Regions from separate parts of the Mus musculus genome. Here all the other regions are linked to region 2. A link is a contact called in public HiChIP or PLAC-seq and promoter capture Hi-C data. All regions are on one chromosome and are shown on one strand. The core of a region is the stretch at or near the end of the contact, and the rest is flanking DNA. Distances in the headings are between cores, read along the strand shown.

The links. Promoter capture Hi-C pulls out the DNA fragments that hold promoters and counts their contacts. HiChIP or PLAC-seq counts read pairs in DNA pulled down with a chosen protein or histone mark.
Region 1: a contact with region 2 is called in a promoter capture Hi-C map of neural stem cells. The contact joins the enhancer-like site here to the promoter of Mrps5 in region 2. A contact is called at or near these places in 1 of 39 promoter capture datasets (neural stem cells), 1 of 484 Hi-C or Micro-C datasets (bone marrow-derived macrophages), 9 of 115 datasets of contacts at active chromatin or transcription factors (bone marrow-derived macrophages, differentiating embryonic stem cells, embryonic forebrain and 4 more) and 4 of 9 other capture datasets (adipose tissue, liver, macrophages and 1 more).
Region 3: a contact with region 2 is called in an H3K27ac HiChIP or PLAC-seq map of trophoblast stem cells, with 2.7 times the contacts expected there. The contact joins the enhancer-like site here to the promoter of Mrps5 in region 2. A contact is called at or near these places in 8 of 39 promoter capture datasets (the HPC-7 cell line, cranial neural crest, embryonic stem cells and 4 more), 2 of 15 datasets of contacts at CTCF or cohesin (both in embryonic stem cells), 4 of 484 Hi-C or Micro-C datasets (embryonic stem cells and reprogramming fibroblasts), 24 of 115 datasets of contacts at active chromatin or transcription factors (the SCID.adh cell line, T-cell acute lymphoblastic leukemia, bone marrow-derived macrophages and 11 more) and 4 of 9 other capture datasets (adipose tissue, embryonic stem cells, liver and 1 more).

What each region holds. Positions count from the first base shown.
Region 1 is chr2:127,461,148-127,463,957 of GRCm38.p6, forward strand. The region is part of intron 5 of Kcnip3 (Kv channel interacting protein 3, calsenilin); the gene reads right to left. Among named protein-coding and RNA genes, the nearest start is that of Fahd2a, 18 kb to the left of the region's middle. Within about 2 kb of position 1,319, at least 11 of the 459 cell types and tissues checked have an H3K27ac peak or open chromatin away from gene starts, as enhancers often do. A contact at or near this core is called in neural stem cells, where this site is marked.
Region 2 is chr2:127,586,107-127,589,177 of GRCm38.p6, forward strand. Mrps5 (mitochondrial ribosomal protein S5) reads left to right here and starts at 1,320. Exons shown (of 12, transcript NM_029963.2): 1 at 1,320-1,379. The coding sequence starts at 1,322. It also overlaps a transcript of Zfp661 not described here.
Region 3 is chr2:127,682,669-127,685,654 of GRCm38.p6, forward strand. No RefSeq gene overlaps it. Among named protein-coding and RNA genes, the nearest start is that of Gm22889, 6.5 kb to the left of the region's middle. Within about 2 kb of position 1,418, at least 58 of the 459 cell types and tissues checked have an H3K27ac peak or open chromatin away from gene starts, as enhancers often do. A contact at or near this core is called in trophoblast stem cells, where this site is marked.

The DNA of each region.
Region 1 (2,810 bases), core at 69-2,568, 120 kb before region 2:
TAGATCCTCGAGGACTCAGTCCCTACTCCCAAGGAGCCGTACCACAAGAAGGAGGGACCACGAGAAACAGAAAAGCAATCTGGAAGGAACAGAACAGTCTAGAAGGGGAAAAACATAACAGAAACACAGACACCCCAGAGGTTAGACCCTAGCATGCCTTACAATAAAAATAGGATGCTGTTTAAAGAGAAGAGAGAGAAATAACCCAAAACCAGAGAGAACTGGTTGTTAGGGATCAAAAACAACAACCGCAAGAAAAAAAAAACGGTTTGGAGGAGCAAGGAACTGAAGAGAGACGGGGTGGGAAGGGGAGAGGTCGAGAGAGATACCTCCCAAGGGACAGTGCTGCCAGGACAGAAACTCCAGGCGGAACTAGAGAAAACGCAGCAAAGTGAGTCAGAGAAATAGAAAGAGTTCCCAGGCCCCACCCCCTCCCCGGGACTGCGAGATCAGCTCCAGCCGAGCCCATGGGCACAGGTCCTGGTGAGGCTGAGCAAAACTGGCTGCCAAGAGAGTGTTTCCAGAGATAAACACAAAGTCAACTGGGAAAACCAATCAATATCAATCATCCATCCATCCATCATCCATCCTTGTCAATAAGGTCCCCACACTCCTGATTAGAATCATCTGTTGACAAGCTGCCCTAGAGGGATGAGGCCTGAGAAACAGCTTCCCTGGAAGGTCTAGTCCATGTAACATACAGACGGGGGTGGGGGGTGGGGGTGAGGGTAAAGATGGCGTTACCCAGAGATACCCAGAGGCTCAAAAGTCCCTTCTCACATACGATTTCCAAGGTGCTGCTGGACTATGCACACTTGATAAGAGAGTCAGGAAGAAGGAGATAAAGGGATCCCCCAGTCTAGGGGACTTGACAGGAGGTCCAAGAGGGCCTGAGGGAGCTGGAACTCTCTCTCTGCGTCATATTACAATCCTGCAGTCAGTTGGCTAGAGGGGGATGGGAAAGGTGTGTTCCCCATGGAGGCTCGTGACATCACATCTAAACAGGATGGACCAGGAGAGTCATGGAAACGGTAAAAGGAGACTTGGCGCCTAAAACTTTGGTGTAGGGGTCACCGGATCTTCCCAAAGTCTGCCTCTGGTCTTGGAAATCATGAAAACATTTCAAAGGAAAAGCAAGGTGACATTTCTTACCCTCTTAAGCTTGAGGAATGATCACCAAAGTGTGGGTGTGGTTTACCCAAGCAGAGAAGATTCAAAGTCACCCCGAAAGCATGACCTCCACCCTGCCCATTCCACAGGCTTTCCCCGTGAGAGGCTGAGGGGTGCGGTGTCTACCTTGGGCTGGCTCTTTCTCAAGTAGACCACAAGAGGGCGGTAGCACCCTCCTAGTGTCACAGGAGGATTTAGCCACACAGCCTGCAGCTAACAGAGGACTGACTGTCCCTGCGAGGCCTCTGGAGGACCTCATTTGTCAAGGGAAGCAGCACAATTTCACGTGTGACCATCACTAGTCTTAACTTCGGGCACCCAGGCTTCAAAGGCAAAATCCCAAAGGATGAACGCAATGAAGCTGCCAAGGGTGACTGATGGGCTGCAGGCCAACCTGTGATAGCAGTGTTAACACCAACGGTAGGGAGGCCAACTCGGTCAGTGTCACAGAAGCCACCATAGGCTTAGGGTTCGGCATACAGTACAAGGAAGTGGCCACACCTCTAGACATTCTATGGCTTCACTCTCCCAATGAGCAGCTTGTCCAGTGCTACTTCCAAGCTGGGAACCCGGGAGGCATCCACAGTTACTGAAGTGTTTGGGAAGCAATGTGCCTCTCTCATAAGTTGCACTAGCTGAATTAGAAAGGGACTTTGTGTCATGGACCGGGAGGCTCATCCACGTCCAGCACTGCCTGCGGGAGGGACCTGGGACCACATCCACTTGGCTCTACCGGGGTTCGACAGTTTTTTGTTTTGTTTTGTTTTGGTTTGGTTGGTTTTGGTTTTTTTCAAGACAGGGTTTCTCTGTATAGCCCTGGCTGTCCTAGAACTCACTTTGTAGACCAGGTTGGCCTCAAACTCAGAAATCTGCCTGCCTCTGCCTCCAAAGTGCAGGGATTAAAAGTGTGTACCACCACCGCCCGGCAGGGGTTCGACAGTTTTAATGTTGCCATCCTCATTTTGTCAAGGGATGGGATGTTGTGATTTTTTTTTCCTGTAAGGTTCTAAGGCATGATGCTGAGTTGTGCCCTTCCCTTCCTGCAGCAAACTTCTTAGAGGAGAACGTCACAGCCAGAAAGTTCCTCAGGAGACTGGGATGTGTTTCGCACACAGAGGAGCGTGTGGAAGACTGGAAGATAGCAGTACTGGGTGACCTAGAAGGTGCCAGAGGCTCCGCTTCAGCCACAAACATACCCTGCTTCCCAGACATATCACCTACCCCAAGATCCCCTCTGTGTCATATGGGAAGGGTCCACAGGCAAGTGACAGTCATAGGAGGCGGTAGGCACTATGCCCTTCCTGGTCCATGGACACATCAAGGAATCCTTGGAAACTGACTGAAGGGCTCACTGATGGCTAAGTAAAGCTCTCCCATGTAGTCATGGCTGGATTCCTCACTGGATTCCTGTCCATGCTTGCTCCAGAACTCTGTGTGGTCTCGGGGGGGGGGGGAACCCCAGGAACAGGTCACAGGGGAAGCCTGGGAGGCCACACAGCTCCCCACTAGCTCCCTGTTCTTATTGTCTTTTCTGTCTACAATAACTTTGGTGTTTGAGGCATTAATGAAAATAAGCAGCAACAACACCCAACACCGTGTGTATACAGAGGAGATGGCTCTTCTGGTTGGGGCGGGGGCTG
Region 2 (3,071 bases), core at 70-2,569:
GGCTTGTCAGTAGAGGGAATAAATCATATCACTAGGCTGCCAAGGTCTCAGCACTGCTGTCTAATTTTTGTTGATCCCTTTCGCCTCTGTCAGTCTCATGGATCTCTTGTAAGCCTCGGTCTGCCCCTAAGGCAGTGAAAAGGGCAGCTGTGAAAGGGTTCTTCTGCAATTCTGAAGGATGGCTGCATACAGAAATCCTCAACTATGTTCCCAGAGAGCTTGTAAAAGAGCCCTGTGATACTTTGGTTGGACAAGGTCAGGAGAAACATACAATCACCTCTTCTCAGGAAAATGATTCTTCCAGTCTGCTCCTGAGTTTCTTGGGGGCTGCATGGTATGTGCTCAGACATGGTCACGAACCTGTGACAGATTTGGAGGACATAGTTTACCAAGTCTTGCCACGTCTTCAGCTGCCTATAGGTCTTCATGGATATCCTTACTGAATGAACTAAAGCCTCCCCAGCCTGTGCTGCAAAGACTTACAAAGTAGCCAAGGCACTCTCACAAGCAATTCTGAACTTGCTCAGAGACTGCAGGTGTTTCGAATCATGACCAAGACATTAGGTAGCAAATGTGGCTTGCCCAACAACCACTGCCCTCAGGAAAGGTAGAAGCCTTAAATGATAATCCCAAGAAGCTAATGAAGAAAGCCCCTGTGTTACTTTCTATTGCCGTGACAAAACACCATGACCAGGGCAACACAGAAACAGTTTATTGCAGGCTTAAAGTTTCAGGGGAGGAGTCCAGAACCATCATATGTGACTCATTTGGGCAAGCATGGATAGTGTAAAGCCATGAGCAGGTGGGGTAAAACCCGTGGCCTCGGGCTGGAACATGACTGTGTGTGAACAACCTGTACCATGAATACACAACAAAGGCAACATATGTTTAATAAACTTTGGGCCTTTACGGACTTCCCACACTTTGTCTCATTCACCCCCGGGCTCCTTCCCGATGTTCCCAGACTCTTTCCCGGTTCCGCAGAACTGACTTTGCCAGGTCAAGCCTGCTACTGGTGAGATGTGATCCATTAGGCTACTATCAGAGAAAAGAGCCCAGAGCTAGCCCCGCCCTCGCCCCGCCCCTGCCCGGGGTCCTAGCGCGAGGACCCCTGAGCAGCTGTCCGAGGCTGAGCCTGACTCAGTTTCCTCTGTGGTCCACGAGGGCAGTTTTCCGTGTGCGCTGAATGGTGGCCCTCGAGCCTCAGCACACCTCTCTGCGCTGACGACGAACTTGTGACAAGGCGCGGTCGCAGCTCGTTGCTGCAGGCGGTGAGGAAGGCGGTTCCAGAGACAGGCGGAGTCGCTGCTCCGGCTCCAGCATGGCGGCGGCCGTACGCGCTGCAGGCTGTCTCCCTGCATTGTGTAGCTTGCAGGCAGGTGAGCCCTGGGACCCGGACCGAAAGCGCGCGCGAGCAGGGGTCTTTCCCTCGGGTCTGTCGAGTCTAGGCTCCAGGAACGCGAGAAGTCGCCGAGTCCTTGATCTCAGTCTCCCATTCGGGTCCGGCCGGCTGTGTGACCTTGCGCGCCTTCTGTCCCTCTCTGGTCGCGCCGTTTGAGAGTATAAGGAGTGAACTGGGCAGTGTGCTTTCGGCCAGGGAGACCGTTCAGGCCCACTCTGTGAGGAGGAGCGAATGTAGCAAGCATAGTCTGTGGTTCATAGGGTGATGTCAATCCCTGTCTCGAGTCAGAGTGCCGCCAGCAAAAAGTCTAACAGACTCTTACTGAGTCTGTTAGATTAACTAGCTGTCATTTTAGCGTCTGGGCCGATCCGTTTGCCAGAATATACTTTTGCTGTCACCGTCTTCCTGCCGCCCTTTTCAGTTGTGTGCCGATCTCTAGCATGGCGTTGGCTTGTAGGAATAGCTTCGCGCTGGACATTGTGCTCAAGGTCCTGGTCCAGAAAGTTCATTTTGTTGCAATATTTAACCTGAAATCACTTGATAGGGTATGTGACTTGAGCCTTCGTTTGTTTTGCCGGCGTTGAAACCATCTCATTAAGGCCTCTGTCCATAGTAAGTTGTAACATTCACTAGCGCTCGCAGGTGATCTATCTAAAGTGTACACTTCAAAGGTTTTGTTTTAGTGTTTTTGTAGACGGTGCATTTATCATCACAGTCAGTTTGAGAACATTTTCATCACTCCAAAAGAAAAAACAACTGTACCTTTTAACTGTTGCCCCCACCCCTCGCCATCTCTCACTAGCCGTCAACACTGGGAGACTACTGATCTATTTCCCATCTGTCCATAGCTTGTCTGTTCTGGGCATCTGGTTTCTACGATTGGCATCTGCCAATAATGCTGTGTTGTCAGGATTTGTCCCTGCTGTGACATACCAGTCCCATGTTGCTTGTGAGCCAATAATACTCTTGTGTCCATTACACCACATTTTGTTTATCCACTCATTGGCGGATGAACGTTTGAGCCGTTTCCATCTTTTGGCTGTTAGGACTGATGTTAAAACATTTGGATGCTGTGCTTCTGTCTGTGCACATGTCCGTCCTCTTGTGGGTATTTCCTGGGTGGAATTGCTGGTTGAAGTGACACCTCAGTGTTTAACTAAGGAACTAACTACCAAGTAGCTGTACCATTTTACAGCTCCACCGGCACTGTGTAGGGGCTTCAGTTTCTCTTTGCCAGCACTTGTTATTGTCTGTCCTGTTCAGAGAACCAAGCTGTGACGATATACTAATTTTGTGGCTTTGATTTCTAATGGGCTCGTTTCCATGCGCTTAATAGCCATGTGTGTATGTTCTTGAAGCAATATCTGTTCAAATCTTTTGTCTGTGTGCGCCTGTAACTTGATTGTGTGGTTCTTGACCATGAATTTCCTAGATTAGAGGGAAACACTTGATCTAACCGTGTGCATGCTAGGCACATGCTCTACAACTGAGCTGCACGCTCGAGTGTTAGAAGGCTTGGATCCTGTCGGTAGAGCCATGGGTTATGGATGCTTAGGAGCCGGAGCCATGCTGGAGGTAGTGAGTCTGTGGAGGTGGGCTAGGGAGCTTCATCACCTGCCTTCCACGCCTGATCACCTGCTTCCGGGGTGTGGATGTGGTTTTCTGCCGC
Region 3 (2,986 bases), core at 168-2,667, 97 kb after region 2:
AGAAGCCCCTTTTACCTTTTCTCTTGGAGACTCTGAGAATGCCACCTTGTGTTGCCTGCAGGGAGAGATCCCAGTGACAAGGGAGGAGGGAGGGCTGTTTTAGCTCCTTCCAGGGCACTAACGTTCTGACAGTCATTTCCTAATGGACAGGTGGCTGGATTGCAGCTAGCCCACACAGCAAAAGCCTGCCATTTTATTTACTTATTTTGGAGACAGGGTTTCTCTGTGTAATCCTTGCTGTCCTGGAACTCACTCTGTAGACCAGGCTGGGCTCAAATTCATGAAGATCCACCTGCCTCCGCCTCCCAAGCTCTGGGATCGAAGGTGTGAATCACCACTGCCCAGCTGGGTTCAAACTTAATAACAGCAACACATTCAAAAGGGCAGCTTGTAACTAACTCTTTTTTTTTTTTTTTTTTTTTTTTTTTTGGTTTTTCGAGACAGGGTTTCTCTGTGTAGCCCTGGCTGTCCTGGAACTCACTTTGTAGACCAGGCTGGCCTTGAACTCAGAAATCCGCCTGCCTCTGCCTCCCGAGTGCTGGGATTAAAGGCGTGTGCCACCACACCTGGCCCTTAGCTTGTAACTCTTAAAGACATCAAAGTCACAGGAGAAGTACTCAAGCCCACAAGAGGCTCTGGCCACTTCTCCTCAGTGTTCACTGCTCCTCCCATGATGGGTAATGCAGGCAGAAGACATGGCCCTGTGCAAGACCTGTGATGTCACTGTGCCTGACAATGGCCCCTCCTCAGATTCAGGGACTTAATTTCAGCCATGGGTAGGACCAGGTAACACAGCTGGAAGCACTAACACGTCTGTGTGAGGTACTGCAGAGCTGGGTGGGGAACGGAGGCAGGCCTCTGGAAGTTTCTGAAAGCCTGGGCACAATAAAGGATCAATAGAAGGAATTGTTAGTTTTTAACAATATGTACACGTCTGTGGTTCTTGCCCTGTAACTCCAGGACTTCACCCATACTCACTGCTCAGCTTTCCCTAGAGCCCCCCCCCCCCCTTGCACTCCCAGCATGCACTTCTGTCCTGTTCAGGAACAAGAGTCCAGATTTCATGTCCTTTGAGCGCAAAGTAGTAGATGAGTGGCCTAGAAGGGACTTCCGTCTGAAGTCACAGGCTTCCATGTGTAGTTGGCCATTTCCCTATGGCAGGGCCTTAGCCGCCACCAGTCCACAGTGACAAGGGACACCGCAGAAGGGATCTCCGTGTGACACCTATCTCCTTTCCATCACTCTTGATCCAACCTGCAACCTTTGCCAAAGCCAAGTTCACCTTTTGCCTGTGACCTCGGTTTCCTCATGTGCACAGGCAAAGCTTCAAGGGAGAGGATCACTTCTGGGTGAGCTCCAGAGTCAGAGGCAGCACTGACTGGCTGATTCCCCAGAGTTCTGAGGTGGAGGTGGGGAGCACGCAACTCTTGAGCTCTGATTGGGTAGTGCCTGGATTAGTCTGTGCTTTCCCGAATCATGGTGGAGCCTGCTCGCCGCCTAGTGGAAGTATCTAGTAACTGACCCAAGCTCTAAAAACCAGCTTGTGCTTCACTGAGGTTACTGTTTTATGTCGACCTTCACGGAGTCTTAATTCTGAAGCCTGAGCATGGCTGAAGAATTAAGAATTAAGCCATATACCCTAGTGGATTCCTGCTGCTTCAATAAAAGTAAGTCATAATGATAATAATCCATAGGCTCTCTTTTCTTTCTTGAGGAGGGGCCTCCCGTAGCCCACATTGACCTTGAACTTTGTATGTTGTTGAGAGAATGACCTTGAATTCCAGATCTTCCTTCCTCCACCGTCCACGTGCTGAGATTACAGGCATGCACCACCACACCTGTCTCTTCCACGGGCCTTCAAACCTTACCTGCCAGTGACGGTGTGGTGACACCCCACTTTTCAGTTTGCACACAGCAAAACACTACAGTGGGGAGATTCGTGGTGGCTGGGCATTGAAGACAATAGTGGCTGTGTTTGACAGAGGGTTTATTCTGTCTCACAGGTGTTAGGGACACCGTTTGTCATGGTGGCTCAGCACGGCTTGGCTAAGATCACACTCATGGTGGAAAGCAGCAAACATTCAGTAGAAATCATGCTTAAGTCGTTACAAATCTTTTCTTTGAGATGGATACTAACATATGACACAATGTGAGCAGTGGTCAGCCATGCTATTGTTGGGGTAAACACCCTACAGTGCACAGTACTAAATAAGTTCCAGAAGATGCTCATTGGCTTACTGTAAAGTCGGATTTATGTTAGAGGATTCTGTGGACTGTACGGTGTTCCAGGCTGGTGTAAGTGCTCTGAACACATAAAGCTAAGTTAAGCTGGGATGTTAGGTTGAGGAAAGTACATTTGACATGTACAGCATTTTTAGCCACCATGGGCTCATTAGGGGATAGCCCCATCATATGTTGCGGGACCTCTGAACTCCCTTCTCCCTAAGAGTGAGGCAGTGACTCAGGAATGGAGTCCCATGTCCTTTCTGCTGCCGCCTCAGTGTTTCACTCTACTCCCAGATCATGACATTCCTCCACTTCAAGCTACCCTAATCCCATGTTCCAAGTCCTGGGACACCAACTGGGTATGTTACAATTAGGATACTATTCACCTGGACTTAACATCAGCTCCCACAGACTGAGGCTCAGTGCCCAGTTCTGCAGGGTGCTGGGAATTGAATCCAGGGCTTCCTACATGCTAAGCAAGCATCCTACCAACTCAGCTACACCCCAGGCTCTCTTACTCTCCTCTTTGTCCAGGCCATGTGGCAAGGATCTTGCCACGGTGTGCATCCTCACCACAGTCCCCAAAAGCAGCAGGGCCAACTGGCTCTGAATGGAAGCTTCCAACTCTGCGAGCAGAATAAACCTTCACTCTTTATAAGGTGGTTATCTCAGGTGCTTTGTCCTAGTAACAGAAAGGTAACTAGTTCACCTCACTCTTGTCGGATTTAGTGTGGCTTCCACTCTTGTCTGAGGAAACTGT